2 separate regions of the Oncorhynchus mykiss genome follow, and region 1 is linked to region 2. The links are chromatin contacts, called in public Hi-C maps. All regions are on one chromosome and are shown on one strand. The core of a region is the stretch at or near the end of the contact, and the rest is flanking DNA. Distances in the headings are between cores, read along the strand shown. Region 1 holds the start of btg3 (B-cell translocation gene 3). Region 2 has its middle 7.5 kb from the start of LOC118937881.

What was found. Hi-C and Micro-C count contacts between places; a contact is called where the count stands out from the background.
Region 1: a contact with region 2 is called in a Hi-C map of liver, with 2.6 times the contacts expected there. A contact is called at or near these places in 2 of 3 Hi-C or Micro-C datasets (blood and liver).

What each region holds. Positions count from the first base shown.
Region 1 is chr12:32,543,712-32,549,495 of USDA_OmykA_1.1, forward strand. It overlaps btg3 (B-cell translocation gene 3), which reads left to right and starts at 3,207. Exons shown (of 5, transcript NM_001165080.1): 1 at 3,207-3,294; 2 at 3,894-4,103; 3 at 4,293-4,430. The coding sequence starts at 3,928.
Region 2 is chr12:32,479,929-32,485,329 of USDA_OmykA_1.1, forward strand. No RefSeq gene overlaps it. Among protein-coding and RNA genes, the nearest start is that of LOC118937881, 7.5 kb to the left of the region's middle.

The DNA of each region.
Region 1 (5,784 bases), core at 1,957-4,456, 65 kb after region 2:
AAAAGCTGAGTCTACGCGTTCACTATGGTGAATCACTGAAACAATACAGAAATACACTACGGAAAAAGAAGGAACAGCACGTCAGAAATCAACTCAATGTAATTGAAGAATCCATAGACTCTAACCACTTCTGGGAAAATTGGAAAACTCTAAACAAACAACAACACGAAAAATTATCTATCCAAAATGGAGATGTATGGGTAAACCACTTCTCCAATCTTTTTGGCTCTATAACAAAGAATAAAGAGCAAAAACATATACACGATCAAATACAAATCTTAGAATCAACTATTAAAGACTACCAGAACTCACTGGATTCTACAATGACCTTGAATGAGTTACAGGACAAAATAAAAATCCTCCAACCCCAAAAGGCCTGTGGTGTTGATGGTATCCTTAATGAAATGATCAAATATACAGACAACAAATTCCAATTGGCTATTCTAAAACTCTTTAACATCATCCTTAGCTCTGGCATCTTCCCCAATATTTGGAACCAAGGACTGATCACCCCAATCCACAAAAGTGGAGACAAATTTGACCCCAATAACTACCGTGGAATATGCATCAACAGTAACCTTGGGAAAATCCTCTGCATTATCATTAACAGCAGACTCGTACATTTCCTCAATGAAAACAATGTACTGAGCAAATGTCAAATTGGCTTTTTACCAAATTACCGTACAACAGACCGTGTATTCACCCTACACACTGTAATTGACAACCAAACAAACCAAAACAAAGGCAAAGTCTTCTCATGCTTTGTTGATTTCAAAAAAGCCTTCGACTCAATTTGGCATGAGGGTCTGCTATACAAATTGATGGAAAGTGGTGTTGGGGGTAAAACACATGACATTATAAAATCCATGTACACAAACAACAAGTGTGCGGTTAAAACTGGCAAAAAACACACATATTTCTTCACACAGGGTCGTGGGGTGAGACAGGGATGCCTACTGTTTGCTGATGATCTCGTGCTTCTGTCACCAACCAAGGAGGGCCTACAGCAGCACCTAGATCTTCTGCACATCTTCTGCACAGACCTGGGCCCTGACGGTAAATCTCAGTAAGACCAAAATAATGGTGTTCCAAAAAAGGTCCAGTCGCCAGGACCACAAATACAAATTCCATCTAGACACTGTTGCCCTAGAGCACACAAAAAACTATACATACCTTGGCCTAAACATCAGCGCCACAGGTAACTTCCACAAAGCTGTGAACGATCTGAGAGACAAGGCAAGAACGACATTCTATGCCACCAAAAGGAACATAAATTTCAACATACCAATTAGGATCTGGCTAAAAATACTTGAATCAGTCATAGAGCCCATTGCCCTTTATGGTTTTGAGGTCTGGAGTCCGCTCACCAACCAAGACACCAAATTGAGACTCTGCATGCAGAATTCTGCAAAAATATCCTCCGTGTACAACGTAGAACACCAAATAATGCATGCAGAGCAGAATTAGGCCGATACCCACTAATTATCAAAATCCAGAAAAGAGCCGTTAAATTCTATAACCACCTAAAAGGAAACGATTCCCAAACCTTCCATAACAAAGCCATCACCTACAGAGAGATGAACCTGGAGAAGAATCCCCTAAGCAAGCTGGTCCTAGGGCTCTGTTCACAAACACAAACACACCCCACAGAGCCCCAGGACAACAGCACAATTAGACCCAACCAAATCATGAGAAAAGAAAAAGAGAATTACTTGACATATTGGAAAGAATTAACAAAAAAACAGAGCAAACTAGAATGCTATTTGGCCTTAAACAGAGAGTACACAGTGGCAGAATACCTGACCACTGTGACTGACCCAAACTTAAGGAAAGCTTTGACTATGTACAGACTCAGTGAGCATAGCCTTGCTATTGAGAAAGGTCGCCTTAGGCAGACATGGCTCTCAAGAGAAGATGTGCTCACTGCCCACAAAATGAGGTGGAAACTGAGCTGCACTTCCTAACCTCCTGCCCAATGTATGACCATATTAGAGAGACATATTTCCCTCAGATTACACAGATCCACAAAGAATTCAAAAACAAATCCAATTTTGATAAACTTCCATATCTACTGGGTGAAATTCCACAGTGTGCCATCACAGCAGCAATATTTGTGACCTGTTGCCACAAGAAAAGGGCAACCAGTGAAGAACAAACACCATTGTAAATACAACCCATATTTATTCTTATTTATTTTCCCTTGTGTACTTTAACCATTTGTACATTGTTAAAACACTGTATATATATATATATATATATATATATATATATATATATATATATATATATATATATATATATATATAACATTTGTAATGTGTTTATTGTTTTGAAACTTCTGTATGTGTAATGTTTACCGTGAATTTTGATTGTTTATTTCACTTTTGTATATTATCTACCTCACTTGCTTTGGCAATGTTAACACATGTTTCCCATGCCAATAAAGCCCCTTGAATTGAACTGAATTAATTATGAGTTTTTTACTCGGCTGGTCTTGGGAAGAAATTACGAGTCCTGAATGTCCCGAGATCGAGTCAAGCCCGAGTACAAATGTGTCCGAAACCGAGACACTCAATATATGGTCTCGAGGACCTGGAGCCCTCTAAACCTTTTTTGATAACTCATAATCCAAACTAAGTACAGTCTTCTACAAGGGTTCTACCCACTCTGATTTGATACATACAGGCCGATTTAGATGAAGGTTGACCACCCCCCTGTGGATATTTAAAAAAAAATGTATTTCACCTTTGCAGTTGTATTTTGCTTCGTATAGGACGTGTACTAATAAGGAAGCGCAGTGTAATTTTGGAGCAGTTAAAATATAGTACGCTTTTTCATAGTTTCAAACAACATTATTACATCCCCATTTACATTCTTTAACTTTATTTTGTAGCTGAAGGATGATTTCAAGTCAGCCATTTTAGTCCCGTTGCTCAATGGGGATGACGTCAAACCGTCACTAGTTACCACAAAATAGGCTATATCGTAACAATTCATTAAAACAAAAACGTGCTTTTTTGTCTTAATTTAAGGTCAAGGTTAGGCATAATGTTATCAGTTTGGTTGCAGTCTGGTTTGTAAATCATAATAAAAAGAGACATTGTAGAAATAGGCGGGGTTTAGCCACAATTATGACTCTGTGACTGTAATAACTAGTGACGACCGTGACGTAAGGGCTAGTCCAGAAAACGCGCGCACCGCTTCCTGGGGCAGGTTATGCTCTCATGCGGAGGTTCAGACTTTCATGAGCTAAACTGGCAACAGTTTTCCATATGGTGATGAACAGCAATTACGGTAATATGATGGCCTTTTAATTGTTATTTTGGATAATCAAATAACATGTTTTGATGTGTAGTTTACAAAGTTTACTTAGCTAGTTGCCCGAAGAATGTATTATTAATAGCATGTTTTTTTAAAAACTGTTTCTCTTGAGCTACAGTAGCTAGCTGGGATGACGTTAAGGATACTTCACTTGAAAAGTTTTGTCACAAACATCTGCAATTAATATAAACATCGGTTATGTATATAGTTTTTACGTTTTTGTCTGGGTTTTGTTGTTGGCGAACACTGAGTTAGCCAGCTATGAATGATTGATTGGCAGTCACATGGCTAAACGGAAATAATGCATCACAGCGCGCCTTTCTGGAAAATGTCCCGCCAGACTGGAATGTCGTTTGGATTCAGCAATGGTTAACCCACTAAATTAGCTGAATATTTACTATTCAACGAATTCTTGTCGGATTGTTTTGCGTTGCTAGGTAGGCTTTGCTTGCTACATAGTTCATGTATTTTGGAGATTAATTGATGGATGAAACTGCTGTTTCTAGGCTTTTAACTTGTTTGTGAGTTTACTGTTTCTAGTCAATTTGTGCTACTATTCCTCATATTTCCAGAAGTTCGACCATCGTTACAGCACATCAGTGAAACATGATGAAGAAAGAGATTGCAGCAGTGGTGTTTTTCCTGAAAAGACTGATCAAGAAGGTGGAAAGGTTGGATACCCAGAAAGTGGACTTGTTTGTGGAGCGGTTGACTGTTGCCCTGCAGGAGAAGTTCAGGGGGCATTGGTATCCTGACAACCCCAGCAAAGGACAGGCCTTCAGGTAACTGACTATGAATCAGATGCCGGTCTGTGGCCTTGCTCCCCCTATCTTGATTACCATATCAGTAGCTTTATCAACCTCTAGTCTAGGGCATCATGCCCTATGAAGAATTAGGGTATATTTTGGATATGCAGCGATATGAATGATTGGAGTTATTGAAGGTCTATTGCATACTCTACTACTTTGCAGGTGTATTCGGGTGAACAGGTTGCAGAGGGAGGATCCAGAGCTGCTGCGGGCCTGCCAGGAGAGTGGGGTTCAGTACAAGGACCTTGGCCTGCCCAGAGAACTCACCCTGTGGGTGGATCCAGGGGAGGTGTGCTGCAGGTCAGTCTTAAAAGCATTGGCTGGAGGGAGTGTACACTTTGGGAGATTGGCAGTCTCAGGGTTCGCACAAGGTGCTCGAAGTACTCTGAAATTCAAGGACTGGAATACCTTGAAAATCAGACATTTTCTCAAGTTGGTACTTGAATAAAAATGAGCAGGAAATCTTAAAATATGTTAATATAAATAATATTACATGTATTGGTCTTAAGAATTAATTTCCAGAAGTTAAATATTTTTTTTTTTAGCTCACGTGATTTGTGCTCAGGTTGCCAGGTGAGTGCTCATACCACTCACACTGCCACTCAACCAGGCAGGTACAGAACTGACTGATGAGGCGCCGCCAAAACGTCACATCGACAGCTAAAATGCCGGACAAATGTAGGTTAAATCCTGCTTGGCAGGATATTGATGTTTTATGAATGGGTTTTGCCGGACCCAACCAACCCACATCATGCAAGGTGTAAAAAAATGCATCAAAGATGTTGACATTGTGAGCATGGGTGAATCTGCCCCGAAGAGCTACATGAAGGGGGAAAGACCTAAAGCTGCAGCCCGGGCTGGCATCAGTTCTACATTGAGACTTTTTCTTTGCAACAACCTCCAGAGCTTTAGCAGCAACAGCACAACCAGACTAACCGGCAAAGAAACGTTTCAAATGTGAATGACTTCTGTTAGCTACATTTGAATAATGGAAAGAGCTAGCTAGCCTACTAGCTAACGTTAGCAGGCTAGAGTTTACCAGCTAGCTAGTTAGCTAATAAAACTATGTGAACTGAAGCTGTAGTATTACTACATTTCTAGGTAACTATAGCACTTTATCTATGCCTCGTTCAAGGCTGTTGATCTGGGATATTGAGTGTTGAATGATTTTTGTGCACACTGATGTTAGCCAACTTGGCTAAAATAGTGAGCTAACTAGCATTGAGTAGTCTGTTTGCAAACATTTGGCTAGCTAGTTAGCTTGCAAACTCTACCACTGTGAATTTCTGGATACAGAACAGTACATTTTTTCCATCAAAGCCAGCCAAGATCTGCTGACTAATGAACTAGCACCATGATTCAGCAGCATTGTTTCTGAAAGTAGTTTCCACAGCTGCACCTAATGGCAAGCTATAACGTTAGACATTTAATACATTGTTTAAAGATAAGTGGTTTTAATTACCATTGTTCTATTTGTTTGTTTAATGTCTGTTCTAAGGTAATATAGCTACAGGCATTGGTTTGAAGGGGACATTTAAAATGTATGTAGCATAGGCTGTGTTTAAGGGTTGAAGATTAAATGTAAGAGGTAGTTGGATATACACTGAGCGTACAAAACATTAAGGGGATCTTCCTAATATTGAGTTGCACTACC
Region 2 (5,401 bases), core at 818-3,317:
GTATATCCATACATTTCCAGACACAAATCTTTGTGTTGTTGTTGGTTTAGTGTGTCCCCATTTTCCTAGAAGTGGTTAGATTCTATGGATTCTTCAGTTCCATTGAGCTGATTTCTGATATGCTGTACCTTATATTTATTTCTGTATTGGTATTCTGGGTCTCTATGTTCTTGGTTGTATAGGTTTCTCAGTTTCTTTCTTAGATCTTTGCATTCTTCATCAAACCATTTGTCATTGTTGTTAATTTTCTTAGGTTGTCTGCTTGAAACGTTTTAATTTGATTGGGAAGCTGAGAGGTCAAATACAGTGCATTTGGAAAATAAGGTATTTCAGTTTTGTAAAAATGTCTTAAAACCTGTTTTCTGTTTATACTGTTTAGGTTTTCTACTGCCAAGTTTCTACCTTCGCTATTACAGTGAAACATTTTGTCCAGGAAGTTGTATAAAAAGGACAGGATTTGTTGTTGCCTCATTTTTTTGTGGGTTTCTACACTACTTTCCTTCCATCTATAGCATTTCTTAACATTATGCATTTCCTTTGGCTTTGATGCCTCATGATTGAATATTGCTCTGTTCAAGTAGACTGTGATTTTGCTGTGATCTGATAGGAGTGTCAGTGGGCTGACTGTGAACACTGAGAGACTCTGGGTTGAGGTCAGTGATAAAGTAATCTACAGTAGTGCTGCCAAAGGATGAGCTATAGGTGTACCTACTGTAAGTCCCCTCGAAGCCTACCTTTGGCTACGTACAGACCCAGCATGTGACTGAGCTGCAGGAGTTGTGACCTGTTTTTGTTGGTTGTGTCTTGGGGGGCATATTTGGGACAGAATGCTGTCACCTCCAGGTAGGTGTTTGTCCCCCTGTTTGCTGAGAGCATCAGGTTTTTGTCCAGTTCTGGCATTTAGGTTGCCACAGACGAGTACATGTCCCTGGGCCTAGGATGGAGAAGCTGTCATCGTTAAAGTATGGGGATTCTATTGGAGGGAGAGATATGTAGCGCACACAAGGACATTTTTCTCTCATGTAAAATGTTCCTGTTTTGACTAATTTAATAGAGAGGGTTAGGTCTGCTCTATATCAAATTAGCATACCCCCAGAGTCTCTTCCCTTTTTTCACACCTGGTAGTATGGTGGATGGGACTACTAGCTCTCTGTAACCTAGAGGGCAACCGGTGGGTCTGTCTCCTCTGTGCCATGTTTCTTGTAGGATGACAATGTCTGTATTTCCAATTTATGTGAGGAAGTCTGGGTTCCTGCTGTTTAGGCCAAAGACAGGTGACCTCTGACCTTGTATATTCCAGGATGAGATAGTAAAAGCTTTGTGTTCAATCAACCATGTGGTTGTATGCTTCTAAAAACCAATGAGGAGATGGGAGCGGCGGGACTTGCAGTGCATTAAGCTTCAAAAATAGTTATATTTTAGCGTCTGGCTACACAGTCTCGTTAACATGTATGTGTACATTTATTTTGCAACGCTCAGTCATGCAATGCAGCAGTGTGTTCAGAATGTGTTAGCAACAATTAAATTGTTTTTTTTGCTGACATTTTACTGATGCAGGTCATATTCAACGGCTGTTACGCGTTTGCAAATTCCTCAGTTAATCTGCACTCTGGCACACAGTCTAGAATGCTCTGAAATCGTAGAATTTACAAATGCACCCAATTAATAATATTGTAGCGACCTGCTTGGACAGTTATGTGCTTGTGTTCTGATGTTATTTTGTTGTGTGGTGATTAGGACACGTTTATCACTTTGCTCTGTATTTCGCAGAGAGCTTGATCCTATGTCCTGGACATTCATTTAATCATGATCTATTTAGGTCATTACAATATCATCTCTAATGGTTGCCTATTTTGTTTGTACAACAGATACATTCCTGAGGTGATTGCATCTGAAAGTGAATAACCCCCAACTGTATTTCATTGGAAACAAGACGTTATTGTTTACTTTCTCTGTGTGGTCATCTGACTAGCCCGGCCTTTTTCTGTTGGGGTCTGTCTCAAAAGTAAAGCGATCCCTACCCTGAAATACACTGGTACAGGTTGTGCTCACCTGGATGCTACAACAGGGACTTTTTGTGACGAATGGAGTCACCTCAATGACAGGAGACTTATGCTGCGTTCAAAACAACTGGGAAGTCGGAAAAATACGAGGTCAAATCGTGATGTCAGTGACCTTGCTGTCGGAAAATGTCGGAGCTCTAGAAAGAGGAATGAGTTCCCGAGTTAGAATTCTGAGTTGGATGATCATTCAAATTGTTTTTACCCAGTTGGAGATCATTTTTTCCCAGTTCCAAATTCCCAGTTGTTTCAAACAAGGCAACAAGGCAAGAGTCTAAAGGTTGAAATTACGCAAGCCAGTAGACTATTTGTCATCTTATCAGACACTCTAGTCAGTAGTCAGTCACACAACTGTAGCATTAGCCAAATAGACTGACCCGTTTAAAAAAATAAAACATACCAAATTGAAAGACAGATTAGAGAAGGGGACTATCTGAAACAGTGGTCATTTAACAGTAGCCTAACATATTACACCATAGAGCTAAAAAAATTCACATGTTCACTGAAATCTGAGGACTGTTTTGCTTTCTTTTTTTGTAACCTGACAGAGCTTGTCTAACCAGATCTGAGCTGGTGTCTCTGAAGTTGTGAACAAGCAGCAACCTGTAGACAAGAGATCGCCCCGGGGTTAAGATGTTGGTGCACTGAGGCAGACATGATGATTTCATATAGATTAATGGCTGGATACGTAGACGCTAAAAGCACAGTGTTGAACTCTTGGAAAGTTACTCATTGACTGAGTCGAGAGGCAGAGAGAGAAGACGGCTGGTTAGTGGGTGTTATCACAGGCATGACCAGGATCATGTCCAGTGAATTGGAAAGCAAACAGTTTAATGGATATTATTTCTGTTGTGTCTAGGTAATATAGATAACTATGTTACTGTGTATCTTATTATTGATGTGCCTATTTTCAATCTGTTCATTTTGTTCAACATTATTCACAGATTAAAATAGTACATTTGCCTCTGTAGTTGTATGCCCACATTCAGTGCATGCCTGCATAAGTCATTTGAGTTGTTCATCCTCTTCCAATCCAAGTGCTTCTTCATAGTGAATGAGATCCATTTTGGGAGCTGGTTACATGATTAAATAAATATTTGTTCTTAATTTTTCACCCCCTAAAGTGCAGAGAACCAAAATGTTCACCCACCCCACCTGCTGGAGGTCATGAGACTTTGTTCAGGTTGTGTACCTGTAGCACTTTGTCTGGCCAGGAGGTGGCTCTGTTACCCTGTCTTTATGATGTGTTGTCCATCATGTTTACACGTGTGTTAATTGTGGTGTAGATTTTTAGAGGACAAAGAGAATATTAGCATAGTGGTACATTTGTTATGGTTCACAAGCTCCTCAATTACAGCCTTCTACTGAAGCTACAGCTGTTTGTTTGTTTTAGTCCCTATAATAAAGCTAAAGGTGATGGCTACTGAACAATCAATTCAACACAAATCAGATTTGTCTGACTTGAAATGGGGAAGGCATGTTTCTGGTTTGATAAAGCAGAATCATTCAGACAAAAACAGCTCTTTATTCTGGTGCCAAATTGGAGGTGCTGTGTGTTGTGTCCATGATGCTGGCAAGAGACGAAACACTAGAACAGGCTGGTGGTACATGTTACATATTAACGACCATTGTTAAATTGCACTGAAATAGATACAGAAGCAGGCTGCACTGAATCAACATACGTTGTTTTAGAGGACAAAGATGTTGGATTAAGGACATTTTATACCTGAAAAACACATATCTGTGGACTAATTAGTAATTAAGCCTCTTTCAAGATATGTTGCTGCCATATAATCATTGAGCAGCAGTGGATCTCTGCATATACAAGTCCATGTGTTTTGGTATTAGACTTGAGCAAATTTGTAAAATGAGGACTGTTTAGAAATACCCTCCTGAAGTAATTCCCTTTATATGGGCCAACTCATGGTGGTTGATGAATGACACTGCAACTGCTGTGTGGCAATGGGGAAAACACTCAATGGTCAGTTTCCAATGGGGCCATAATAACCCTGATGGGGAGTAGTAGGTCATAAATATTGTCATGGCTTCATGGTCAGGATGAGCAGAGATCACAAACGGCAGGGTGTAGTAGGGAGGCCTAACAGAGGAGGCCAGAGAGACATAATCACTCGCTGCTTGTCAAGGGATCATAAATTCACAGCACCACTCCATAATAGGACAAAGGCCTCATTTATATACTGCTTCTCAGTCCCGGTCCTAAGCGGGATTTGTCTCACGGGAAAAAAACATTTCAGTGGACCTCTTAACAGTGGAGAGACACATTTTAAGTGTTAAAGCTAATTTCCTACAATTCTACATATTTTTGCCATGACATGCCATTTTGGACTTAATTTAAGGTTTGGGTTAAGCATAATGTTAGCAGTGTGGTTAAGGTTAGGGTTTAAGTTAGGGTTAGGTTTCAAAATTGAATAAGATAAATTGTAGAAATGGGCAGGTTTAGCCATAATTGTGACTTTGTGGCTGGATTCAAGTTGAATGTAAATGCAGATCTTTGTAGGGTGGTTAATGGAGATATTTGGAGAGGTTCGGTGAGATTTTGTTTACACACAAAGCTTCTCTTTCTCACCCTCAAATAACCTGTAGCCGTGTCCCAGATGTGTGTGCTGTCTTGTCAACTCTTATGGACAGGTATGACAATTTATCACATATTCAGAATTACCTTTATTCGCCAAATACATTTATACATACTCTGAATTTTACTTGGTGATATGGCGCTGGTATCGATAGTCAACGTTTAGAGACAGAACACAGACAGTAGAGTTTACACAAAGTTTACATACTGTAATACATTATATACAACTTGGCAGAGTGAGCATAGAGCTATAGAGAATGGGCAGGGGATATACAAATATACAAACAGTAGGTATACAGTTGATCTACAATGGATGTACAAATGTACTGAATCAGTATGAATATATCTAAATGCAGAGAGATGAACAGAGTGCAAATGTATAGTATAGTGCAGTTATTTTGTGTACAGTTCAGAGATGGCTTAATGTGTTGTGCAGCAGAGAGTACATAGTCCTTTACTCTCTACCAGCCAGTTGGTGAGGGCCACAGCCTGGGGAAAGAAACTGTTCAAGTAGCGGGAGGTTTTGGTCCTGAACTGCCTGCCAGAGGATAATTTTTAGAAGAGGGGTTGACCTGGGATGGAGGGGTCAAATAGCCCTTACACAGCCTGTAGGTGTGTTTTGGGTCATTGTCTTGTAGAAAAACAAATGATAGTCCCACTAAGTGCAAACCAGATGGGATGGCGTAACGCTGCAGAATGCTGTGGTCGCCATGCTGGTTAAGTGTGCCTTGAATTCTAAATACATCAC